2 separate regions of the Mus musculus genome follow, and region 2 is linked to region 1. Evidence: chromatin contacts called from public Hi-C data. All regions are on one chromosome and are shown on one strand. Each heading gives the region's core, a stretch centred on a gene start, on an enhancer-like site or on the middle of the called end of the contact. The rest is flanking DNA. Distances are from core to core; before and after follow the strand shown.

Region 1 (6,212 bases), core at 1,431-3,930:
CTTTTATATTAAGACAAAGATCAACGATGTGTTACATGATCACAGAGGACACCATTGCATTTATGCATTACAATTCATTTAACCACTGCCTTACTGTTGGAGAGGGAAAAGAAAATTTTCTTTTGTTTGTTTCTTGTCACCATAGACCATGCTGTATTCAATATGCCTATATTTCTTTGCACACACTGGGGTCTTTATTGTCACATGACATGCCATCATTTGTATTCCACAAGTCCTGGCCCTGAAAAGGAGTTATATTTATTTCCCATTGAAGGCTTAAATGGCTTCTTTGCATTTTGAACTATCTCTGTATACTCCCAGATGTAACAACTACTTTTAAAAAACGTAATTTATTTAAGACAACACTTCATTTACATATCTGTTTGACATGCTTAGAGTTCTAAGGGGCAAAGTGCTTTCCCCTGCCCTAGAGCCTGTTTATTCAATATCACTGACTTCATTGCTACCATCAGCAGTATCAGAATGTAAATCTATCTGACAATTCTTGTGGAGTTTTTGCTACTATATTGTAGATAACTGCATCTTATACTATGTCTGGTTGCTCTTGGGATGTAGGAAAATCTTCAATCTCACTGGAGCCTCTTATTTTGACAGTAGAACACTTTAGTGGATATTTTGAAGGTTTCTGGTTATACGAACATAGTTGTGATCTAGGCCAATAGTGCTAATCTTGCCCCTTTTCCTTTGAGCTTTGCATTTTGTTCTTCTGCCAATGATGTCCTTATCAGAGATAAGCAGTTGGGCAGAGTAGCACCGAATTAGTGTAACTGTGGGAAGGTTGTGAAGTCCAGCTTGAGTCCATTTGGAACTTGGAATGGGGTGGGGGGAGATAGCATTTCTCCTAAGGCTTTAAGAATTTGGAGATAAATAGTCCAACAATTTGGAAAGTCTGCATGTCTAAAAAAGTGTTCCACATGCAAAACAACTTTGGCAAGAGATGAGACACCTTTACTTGGTGTTCCCCTCTCTGTTATGGCTTTGTATAATTTTGTCATTAGGCTTCCACATGGTCCTGCAGCCATTTTTTTCCCCATCCATCAGTGTTTTAACCATCATCTGCTCAACTGGCCACTGACCTCCCTGAGGGTAGGAACTGTTTTCTTACTCTCTATGTCTGGAGTTGCTAGAAGAATGCCTGGAAAACCACTGGCCCTTAACAAATGCCTGCTAAACAAGCTACTAGATTTCCAAGTGTACAAATGGATGCATGCATATCTATTCATTTTTGTTGCATGTTGAACAAATGACCAGGTAGTCATGCCTCCAGCTTCACACAGAAGCACTAAATGAGGCTAAAGCCCAACTTCTCCTTCCCTGGGTTCAGAATTGAGGCAAATGCGGGTAGAATGAGCTGGCTCAGTTCCTCTGTTTCTTTGTGGGATTGATGATATGGTAGAAACATGATTGAGCAAGAATACTTCCTTCACATAATTCTCAGGAACTGTGGGTCTAGAGGTCGAGTCAAATATGGACGATTTCTTAATTATCTTACTTGTAGATCTTACTTGCTAATACCTGTGAATATCTGTTGGTTTTTAGCAGGAATAGATCATCAGCATGGAAACAGTAGGTCTGAAAAGACATTCTCTCTTGCTGTTTGTGAAGATTACTGGATAATGATTTTGCCAGTACCTATATTTTTGATCTCTCTCTCTCTCTCATATATCTGTCTCCATCTCTCTCTCTTTCTCTCTCTCCTTATCTTTCTATCTCTCTATCATCTATCTAGTTATTTTTATCAGTCAACCTATCATTTATCTACTTATCTTCATCTATCATCTATCTATCTATCTATCTATCTATCTATCTATCTATCTATCTATCTATCTATCTATCATCCACCTGTCTGTCTCTATCACATGCATATGAAGAGAGAAAGAAAAGAGAGAGGTAAGAGGAAAAGGAAGGAGAAAGGAGGTACAGACATAGAAAAATAGTACTTAAATTGGATCCTTATGAATCTCATCAGGTAGTAACTTTATTTCATTATCATTTTTTTTCCTATGAGAGAGATCAATACATTGAGTCTCTTCAATGCCTTGTATATTCAACTTTTTTTGTTTTGTTTTTGTTTTTTGAGACAGGGTTTCTCTGTATAGCCCTGGGTGTCCTGGAACTCACTTTGTAGACCAGACTAGCCTCGAACTCAGAAATCCACCTGCCTCTGCCTTCTGAGTGCTGGGATTAAAAGCATGCACCACCATGGCCGGCAAAAGTTACTATTCTGCATATTTTCATTCATTCTTCTGGCCCTCTGGGTTTCTTTCCTGTCTCCACCCATACCTGATCCTGCCTCCCTTTTCTCCTCCTCCTCCTCCTCCTCCTCCTTCCTCTTCTTTCGAGACACAGTTTCTCTGTGTAGCCCTGGCTGTCCTAGAACTCACTCTGTAGACCAAGATGGCCTCGAACTCAGAAATCTGCCTGCTTCTGCCTCCCAAGTGCAGGGATTAAAGGCGTGCACCACCACTGCCTTCAACTTTCAGTATAGGCTTGGAGAATATAGTCTCTCTTGCTGTTAAATGTGACTGTCATTGCACACTGGTCTGTTTTGAAAGGTATTGGTGTCATACCTGGGCTTACTGCAAAAATCATTCCGTTATGTATGTTGAGGAAGGTGTGGCTTATGTGCCATATGTCTGTCTGCCCTTTGTGCCCTAGCATTTGAGGAAAGGAAGTATTTCCCAATTCAACCCTACCCTTTCTTAATCTTCTGTCTTACCCTGCTTCACATGATGCCACTTTTTTTTTTTTTTTTTTTTTGAGAAACCATGTGGCTTGTACTGTCTGACCCACCCAGCCCCAGCTTCTTAGGGGATTTTCAGCAAGCTGGTAAAATACGAATAATTTTTCTCTTTCTTTTTTTCTTTTTCTTTTCCTTTTTCTCTTTCTTTTTCTCTTTTTCTCTCTTCTTTCTTTCTTTTTTTCTTTTTCTCTTTTCTCTCTCTCCCCTTCTTCTTCTTCTTCTTCTTCTTCTTCTTCTTCTTCTTCTTCTTCTTCTTCTTCTTCTTCTTCTTCTTCTTCTTCTTCTTCTTCTTCTTCTCTCTCTCCATTTTATTTTATTTTATTTTATTTTATTTTATTTTATTTTATTTTATTTTATTGAGACAGAGTCTTACTATGTAGTTTCAGGCTGCCTTGAAACTCACTAGATTAACTAAGCTGGGTTTAAACTCACCCAAATATGCCTACCTTTTCTCAGTGTGCACAACCATTCCCAGCCTAAATATGAGTAATTGTTCCTTGCAAGTTGATGGTATTAGGAATGAACTCCCAATGGCTGTCTTAAATATACTTCAAATGACTTAAGTAGATAGAATCTTCATTTTATCCTCTAATGCTATCTTCACTGGGCTGGGTCATTTACTGTCTTTAAGACCCCATTCAAAAATAAGCAGAGAAATAAACAAAACTAGTCCCAAATTCTTGTGTGATTGATAAATGAGATTATCTAAGCACTGAGCCCATAGTAGGCTCTAAAAACAAAACAAAACAAAACAAAACAAAACCTGCCATGACCCCGTTGAAACAATGTAGTAAACAGTATGAGACAGGACAGGCTGGTCAGGAGAAATGATTTCAGTGCAATTGTCTAGATGGTAGAACAAAGGGTCTCAACATGTGGGCCATGACCCCTTTGGTGGTTTTATACTAGATATCCTGAATATCAGATATTTACATTACGATTCATAACAGTAGCAAAATTATAGTTATGAAGTAGCAACCAAATAATTTTATGGTTGGGGGTCACCACAACATGAGGAACTGTATTAAAGTGTTGCAGCATTAGGAAGGCTGAGAACCACTGCTCTAGAGGAACAAAGGGAACTAATAGGAAGGGGAAGGGGTGAGAAATTTGAGGGTGGGGGGCGTGGGAATAACATGCCCCACATACACTATGTACTTGTATGGAAATGTCCTTGTATGTAGCTCAGTGCCATGTAAAACAAGTATATATAATGAAATATTTAAAAGAGAAAAGAAATAAAGAAAATGAATGCTGTAATTTCTGTAATGGTAATTTCTTTACAAATTAGCCAAGGGTCATTTTTATACTTTTACAATCTTGGTAAATGTATAGTCCCAACTATCAGTTGGACAAGATGTGATCATGACTTATTTGCATAGAAACTGGAAACGAAATGGGAAATGCTGTCTAGGAGATAATATGTAGTTAATGGCCTTTGATTATTTTGGTTCTTACAATGAGCCTATTGGTAAGGTGGTAAAGTGTGTTGCCCATTTTGTTCCCATTGTCATATGTGTCCCATGAGAGAGGATGAGCCTGGCATTCTTCATGACGTTCCATTAATCATTTCACCTATAGCTTTTAAAAATCCTATTGCAGGCTTACCCGACTCTGTACACTATGATTTCTTGTACCAAGAGAAATATTCTCATGATGGGGACATGGATGTGCTGGCCACCATGACAGTTATTAGTAACTGTAAATTGCTAAATTGCTAAAGTAGAACAGACTGGGCATGAGAAGTGACAATTGTAGTTTCTGTAATAGTAATTTCTCATACATTACGCCGCTATCTTTATTCTAACACTTTAACAATCTCTGCTAATGTAGTCTTTGAATGATGAATTTTCTTTCTCTTTTTCTTTTCCTTTTTAGATAATCTATAAAGATGTGACTCAAAGCCTGAACTAAGGTATGTTTACAAGGGTACTAACTTTAGTACTGGGAGACTATAGTCTATAGTACTAGTGCAGACTATAGCATCTTCGAAGTGGAGTCATTGGAAGACTTTATTGAAATTCTGTCTTTCATATTTTGAAACTCAAAATTCTAGGAGATCCTGGGCTGGATGTGTATTCTCTGGGCATTTACTTCCATTGCTGGTGTATTTCCCTTCTACCTTTGTTCTTCAATTTGGACATTTATTCAGATTCAATATCTAAATTAATGATCAAAATTCCATTCCATCTTACAAAGACTTACAGGAATATAGATAGGAGGGACAATTTCTCACTGTTTTCGAAGCTGATATTTTAAAAAGTTACACATGGAAGTTTTTGCATTTCCTAGAATATTCTTTTTTTTTTCCAGGAAATAGAGGCATTTTTATTAAAAGACTGACCGGAGCCAACAAAGAGAGAATTCTCTAGATAAGGCCAGGGCTATTAGTAGTTAAAGGATTATATAGGCAAAACCTACAAAGTAACAATTTTGGGAAGCCAAAGTAACTCATATCTTCTCCCAGAGCAGGCAAGACTTGATTTAGTGACACGTCCAACAGATGCTTCAGACATACAAGCAAGCGGGCAGTTTGTAAAAAGCAAAACTAAACCATTAGCCTGTTTAATCTTGTGACCCATCACTTTGTAGGAACAGCTGTGGCACTGAAATATTTTGCAACATTCAGCAATTTTTTTAAGAGTACCTCAACGGTACCAGGAAGTGGTCCATCTCAGGCTACCTGACAGGGTACATTCAAGATAATTTCCTCAGGGCTTATGCAACCTAAAAACAATTTTATTTTTTCAAGCCTAGCACAATAAATGTATCCTCTAAACACAGTGTTAACCATCACAAAGGCAGTCCTGCAAAGTTACTCAGCAATATAAGACCAATGTGGTAGTTTCAAGATTTTTTCTTGGTATAGGAACAAATCCTTCAAAGGTGTAATTAGAAAGAAGAGAAAGAAGCCTGGTACAAACAAAATGATACCTGGGGAAATAACAATCACAAGAAATTCAAACCTTTTACAGAAAAAAATAAGTACATTTTTTTTCCTTAGAGTAAATCATTGCTGTAGGTATATGTGCACATTTTGCTAATATTTTCAGTGGAAAAAACCAAATAGTATGTGTCTCAATTATTTTCTCACATTTTTGTAAAAATATCTTCATACCTTTGAGAGTAGATCAAAGACATGCTCAAGGTGGGGGGTGGTTGAAATGGACAAGAAGGTAAAGTGCTTGCTGTTTAATCATGGTGGCTGGAGTTCAGATTCTAGGACCCACAGAAAACACCCTCCTCTGTAACTACAGCTACAGTTGAATTCTTCCTACTGTTTTCTAGAGAGGAGTTCAGGGCTTGTGTTATTGGTAGGATTGTAACTGAAGTAGTGGTGTATCTTTCTCAATGGATCCTATTGATAATGGTGAGATTTTATTTATTCTCTTTGGGATTGATCCTTGGTAAATTGGTACCATTTTCTCAAGTTTCCTCCAATATTGAA
Region 2 (6,212 bases), core at 1,223-3,722, 220 kb before region 1:
TCCAGAACTGCACAGTGAGACCTGGACTGGAAAACAAATTATGAAATAACAAAAATAAAAATTTATTGTAATATACTTTGTAACTTCTGTAACTCACTCATTTATAACACACAATTGAGTGGTTTTTAGTGTACTTGACAGAGATGTTCAAACATCACAATTAATTTGAGAATGGTTTTCATCCCTCCAAAAATAAGACTATACTCATTAGCAGTTAGGCAGGTTAAAAAGTTAACCTTTTTTTTTTTTTTTAAAGAAAAGGTTAGGAATAGAGAGTCCTTTCTTACCACATGACCAAGAGCAGGCTAGCTTTTCCCCCTTTTAAATGTTCTTAGTAAATTTATTTAAATAATTCTGGTAACAATGTATTTTATAGGTTTGTAAGACTAAATGAGTTATCTCAAATAAATATATATATAAATAATATATCATAAACTTTCCCTTCTGTTAAAAATAGATTTTTTTCTCATGTAATATATCCTGAATATGGTTTCTCCCCCCTCTACTCCTCCCAGTTCCTCTTTACTTCCCCTTCTATTTGGATCCACCCCCTTTCTGTCTCTCATTACAAAATGAACAGGTTTCAAAGGACTAATAAAACAAAGATAATTAAGATAATCAGAGAAGGACTAAATGAACAAATAAAATAGCCCAAGTAAAGGTACAAGGGACATACATGCAAAGACCCACTTGTTGGCACACTCAGAAATCCCATAAAACACTAAACTGGTTTAATGTACACACACACACACACACACACACACACACACACACACACACACACAATTTATATATATCTGAAATACCTATCCATCATCTATTTTTCTATGACCTATAGGGTTAAAAAGTGATGAAAACTATAAATTAAATAAGATTAGAAAAAATAAGATAAAATAAAAACAATTCCCTGACATGGCATTATGAGACTAGGACCTTCAAAGACACCACTGAATTCATTGTTTATTTACTGCTGGGCATGCGACCTACTCTTAGGAGTAGCTTGCTTCCCTTTGGAGAAAACTTATTTTTCATTTGTAACTGCCTACCAATTGGAGGTTGCTTCTGGGTCAGGATGAGGTGTTTGTTAGGATGTGGGATTTGTGCTTTAGCTCTAGGACTCCATCTAGGCCCTGTGCAGGCCCTGCGCATGCTGCCTCAGTCTCTGAGGTCATATGTGTGATCCTGTTGAAGGTCTTGATTTCTTAGTGTTTCTCATTCCCTCTGGCTCTTACATTCTTTCTGCCCCTCTTCTGCAGAAGTCCCTGAGCACTGAGGAGAGGGATTTGACAGAGATACCCTCTTTAGAGCTGAGTGTTCCAGAATCTCTCACTCCATATAATATCTGGCTTGGGTTTTTATATTTGTTCCCATCTAGTGCAGGAGGAAGCTTCTCCAATGTGGACTGAGCAACGTGCTGATCTATGGGTATGGCAGAATGTCAGTTGTAGCCATTTTATTGCTACTGCTTTCTCCTTCCCTTCCCTTCCCCTTCCCCTTTCCCTTCTTCCCTTTCCCCTTCTTCCCCTCCCTCCCTCCCTCCCTCCCTCCCTCCCTCCCTCCCTCCCTTCCTTCCTTCCTCTTAGAAAAGTGATGTTTGGTTTTACCTTAGGTCCCTGGCCTATCTAATCTCAGGTTCTTGGTCACCTAACCAGTGTCCAGTATGGGTTCTCTCTCATGGAGTGTATCAGGACCCATTATCTCTTCTAGGTATCTAGGTTGTTTCCAATTTCTGTTATTATGAATAGAGTAGCAATGAGCAGAGCTGATCAGTGTCTCTGGGATGGGATGAAGCATCCTTTGGGTATATCCCCAAGAATAATGGTATAGCTAGGTCTTGAAGTAAATTGATTCTCATCGTCTTGAGGAACAGCCATGCTGATTTCCATAGTGACTCTACAAGTTTTCACCGATGGATCAGTGTTTCCCTTACCCCACATCCTTGCCAGCATAGCTGACATTTGTCTCCTTGATCTTAGACATCCTGATGGGTGCAAGATGAATTCTTCAAGCCGTTTTGATTTGCATTTTTGGGATGACTAAGGATGTGGACCATTTCTTTAAGTCCTCCTCAGCTGTTTGAGCTCCCTCTTTTGAGAATGCTTTGTTTCGATCTGTACCCTTGATATTTTCCATGTTAGTGGATGATGCATTATTTCTGCTTTGCCAGAGTTGTTCTGAGTTCAGGATAATGGTACATAGGTTATTACAAAGAAGAGATAATGGGTCCTGACAGAGCATGAACCTTGGGAGGAACGTGCATAGAGTAATGCAGAACTTTGAAGGGAGAGAGAGGGAGGAAATGAGGGAGGGAGAAGGAGAGAAAGAACAGGGAGAGAGGCGGGGGTTGTGTGGGACTTACGTTTTTTTTTCCTGTTTATAATAAAGTTGTGAAGTTTTGCATCAGTTACTTCTGAAAATTAAAGCAGTGTCTATAGAGCTCACGGTGGGGGTGGTGGTGGTGGTGGTGGTGGTGGTGGTGGTGGTGGTGGTGGAGGGGGCCGTTGGAGCCGGCGCGCGAGGGGAGGTTAGCAATCCAGGACCCCTTTCACTTCCTGGGGAACGCGGTAGGGATGCTTGGGCGAGAGCTGTAGGTCCAGTCTGGGACAAAGCAGGACAGGTTAAAACTTTCAAGGGCAGTCAGTGGTAAAGAAACTCAGTTGGCTTCACTTCTGTTCCCGGGCCAAGTCTCCGTGAGACACACAGTGTGTCATTGGTGAAGCTTGCCTAGAGTATGAGAGACTTGAGTTATGGGAACTTCTAAGCAGTGAAGCTGGGGCTTCACTGTGCCGCACAGCACAGGGCTGCTTCGGCTTGTTAAAGCTATGCTGTTTATGGCGATCCCTAACAGCTGGCTGCAAACCAGGGTCCTAGGAGAGTCATTTCGGGGAGAATTCCGAAGACCATATTGAAGGGGTGGTGAGAAAACTCCTATTTTTCTCCTTTTTCATGGCACCTTAGTAATAGCGGCCCCTCCCTGAGTGACTTCTGGGAGCCAGGTGGTCTGCTGTGGGTGTTTTCATTTAAATTTCTTCCTAAAGCCTGCCTGGCTTACACTCTTACCTCCTTATTAGGGACACCTGAAGAAGGAAGGATGTTTGCCTCAGGCTCAGGTAGCTTAGAGGCTGACACAGATGGAAAGCTAACCAGAAGGACTGCCTTAGCCTGTTTTGTCTGGAACTTTCTTGGGTTTAAGGCCAACCCCCCTCCCACCCCGGAGCTCCCGGGGACTGGACCACCAACCAAAGAGTACACATGGAGCCACCCATGGCGCTGGCCACCTATGTGGCAGAGGATGGCCTTGTTGGACATCAGTGGGAGGAGAGGCCCTTGGGTCTGAGGGTGTTAGGTGGCCCAGTGTAGGGAAATGCCAGGGCGGGAGGACAGGAGTGGGTGGGTGGGGGAGCGTCCTCATAGAGGCAGGGGCTAGGGGGATGGGATAGGAGATTTCCGAAGAGGAGACCTGGAAAGCGGAAAACATTTGAGATGTAAGTAAAGAAAATATCCACCCCCCCAAAAGTATCGCTTAGAATACCTCTCACAGATAAAGCAGTACTACTCTATGCTGACTGCTCAAAAATGTACATTTCAAGGATTCTAATACACTTTGGTAAGATTTTTTCAGGACCATGCCCCCCTCCCCCACCAAAGACTGGAGTTCCACATCTCTTTGGCCCTTCCTGAGGTGACAACATGTTGGAGCCCCCTCTGAGCTCCAGTCGGACATGACATGTTTCTCTCTCTTCCCGTCCTCAAATGTGTACTCCCTTTTACAGCTCAGAGTCTTCACCCAGCTGTTTCCCAGCTCCCTCAGTTGACTCCTTTCTCCTTAGTTGGTTTTGGTCTTGAAGCAGGCTTCTTACATGTTCGATGCTTCCCTCAGGCACAAAGACCACAGATGACTACACATAGATCTGGAGGCCCTGACTTCGTGTCTAGCTATGCCCCAGGGAAATTCTTTTACTTCCCTAGAGCCTTGGCTTCTTCCTCTGAGAGCAGGATATGTTGGCTATCCAACATTTAGCTTAATTTATGTGCAAGGTGTTAATTAACACAGGTTCTAACCCTGAAAGGGATGGCATGTTGTAGCCACTGTCTCTGTGGGGTGACTCCCTGTGTTCCCTGCTTCCTTTAGGAAAGATGGATGAGTTCCAGGACTGGGGGGGACCCTGGCTTAGTATGAGAGGTTTGGAGTCTGCTGGCCTGGCTACCTGTCGATTGTTAATGTTGGCTTCTTGACTTGTGTTTTTGCAGATTTAGAAACTGAGTTTTTTGGGCTCAGTGGTTAAGAGTGCTGTCTGCTCTTCAATAAGTCCCAAGTTCAGTTTCTAGCGTCCACATGGGGCATCTCACTCCTGCCACCAACTCCATTTCCAGGAGATCCAACAACCTCTTTTGGCCTTTGTAGGTACTTGTACATACATACATGCATGCATACATACATACATACATACACACACACAGTCACACACACAAATACAAATACATCATTTTAAACAATTGAGTTTGGTAGCAGCTGACACGTTTTTGTCTCGCCTGGCTTCACACTTGACAAGGGGTGTGGCATCATGTGTCTTCAGGTTGCCACCTATATTGAGCAGCTGGAAAACTGGGACATAGTATTGTTGGGAAGATTTTTGCAGTCCCGAATGAATCAATGAATGGGGCATAGTGCATGCTAATTAAATGACAGGGTCCTTAGAATTCCAAGCAGAATTGCTTTGTAACAACTTCTAACACAGTTAAGCCGACTTCTAAAGAACCACTGTCAACCTCTCCTACATGGCGCGGCTTGGGGAGAAGCACATAAATGACTGTAGTATATTATGTGGTTCTCATATCTTTCCGTCTCTAATTCTTCTCACTCCAGAGCATCTCCTTGCTTGGTTATTTCCAAATTAACCCTACTCTTATTCTGGATGTTACCACGGACACACCTATTTTACAAGTATAGAAATAGGTCATTTTCCGTGTCCAAACACATCCAGGTTGGCCTGTTCTCATTCTCTACATTGTTTCACCCCATAGCACGGCTAACCTCTCAGTCTCCTGTGATGTTATTTATTTATTTATTTATTTATTTATTTTTTCCTCCCAGGGCTCTTTCGAAGACAGACTGAAGATTCCCCACTGGTGCTTTTTGTTTGTTTGTTTGCTTGTTTTTTAATTTTTATTTATTTTATTTTATTTATTTATTTTTTTCCATTTTTTATTAGGTATTTAGCTCATTTACATTTCCAATGCTATCCCAAAAGTCCCCCATACCCACCCACCCCCACTCCCCTACCCACCCACTTCCCCTTTTTGGCCCTGGCGTTCCCCTGTACTGGGGCATATACAGTTTGCGTGTCCAATGGGCCTCTCTTTCCAGTGATGGCCGACTAGGCCATCTTTTGATACATATGCAGCTAGAGTCAAGAGCTCCGGGGTACTGGTTAGTTCATAATGTTGTTCCACCTATAGGGTTGCAGTCCCTTTAGCTCCTTGGGTACTTTCTCTAGCTCCTCCATTGGGAGCCCTGTGATCCATCCATTAGCTGACTGTGAGCATCCACTTCTGTGTTTGCTAGGCCCCGGCATAGTCTCACAAGAGACAGCTACATCTGGGTCCTTTCGATAAAATCTTGCTAGTGTATGCAATGGTGTCAGCGTTTGGATGCTGATTATGGGGTGGATCCCTGGATATGGCAGTCTCTACATGGTCCATCCTTTCGTCTCAGCTCCAAACTTTGTCTCTGTAACTCCTTCCATGGGTGTTTTGTTCCCACTTCTAAGGAGGGGCATAGTGTCCACACTTCAGTCTTCATTTTTCTTGAGTTTCATGTGGACATTAACCCAAAACCTAGGATACCCAAGATATAAGATACAATTTGCTAAACACATGTTTGCTTGTTTTTGTTATTGTTTCTTTTATTTTTATCCAAATTTCTTTTGTTAGTGGTTCTCACTTAGTCTTTGGGCTTTGATTATTTGTGTCCCATGACTCTCACTTTGTACTTCTGATTTAAATTTCTCTGCGGACCTCATACACTCAACTGTTGACATAGTATCTCCACTTGAAATGGTATCTCCACTTGAAATGTCTAATGCTGTACTCTGACCCAGGCCTTGCTACCCCTCCCCTTTTAAATATTTATTTATTTTATGTATATGAGTATACTGTAGCTATCTTCAGACACACCAGAAGAGGGCACCAGATCCCATTACTGACGGTTG

The links. Hi-C and Micro-C count contacts between places; a contact is called where the count stands out from the background.
Region 2: a contact with region 1 is called in a Hi-C map of myeloid progenitors, with 6 times the contacts expected there. The contact joins the promoter of 4930449C09Rik here to the enhancer-like site in region 1. A contact is called at or near these places in 1 of 15 datasets of contacts at CTCF or cohesin (CD8 T cells) and 3 of 484 Hi-C or Micro-C datasets (cardiomyocytes, granulocyte-monocyte progenitors and myeloid progenitors).

The regions. Positions count from the first base shown.
Region 1 is chr15:63,493,864-63,500,075 of GRCm38.p6, reverse strand. No RefSeq gene overlaps it. Among named protein-coding and RNA genes, the nearest start is that of Gm25702, 16 kb to the right of the region's middle. Within about 2 kb of position 2,680, at least 15 of the 459 cell types and tissues checked have an H3K27ac peak or open chromatin away from gene starts, as enhancers often do. A contact at or near this core is called in granulocyte-monocyte progenitors and myeloid progenitors, where this site is marked.
Region 2 is chr15:63,714,608-63,720,819 of GRCm38.p6, reverse strand. 4930449C09Rik (RIKEN cDNA 4930449C09 gene) reads right to left here and starts at 2,472. Exons shown (of 4, transcript NR_166778.1): 1 at 2,360-2,472.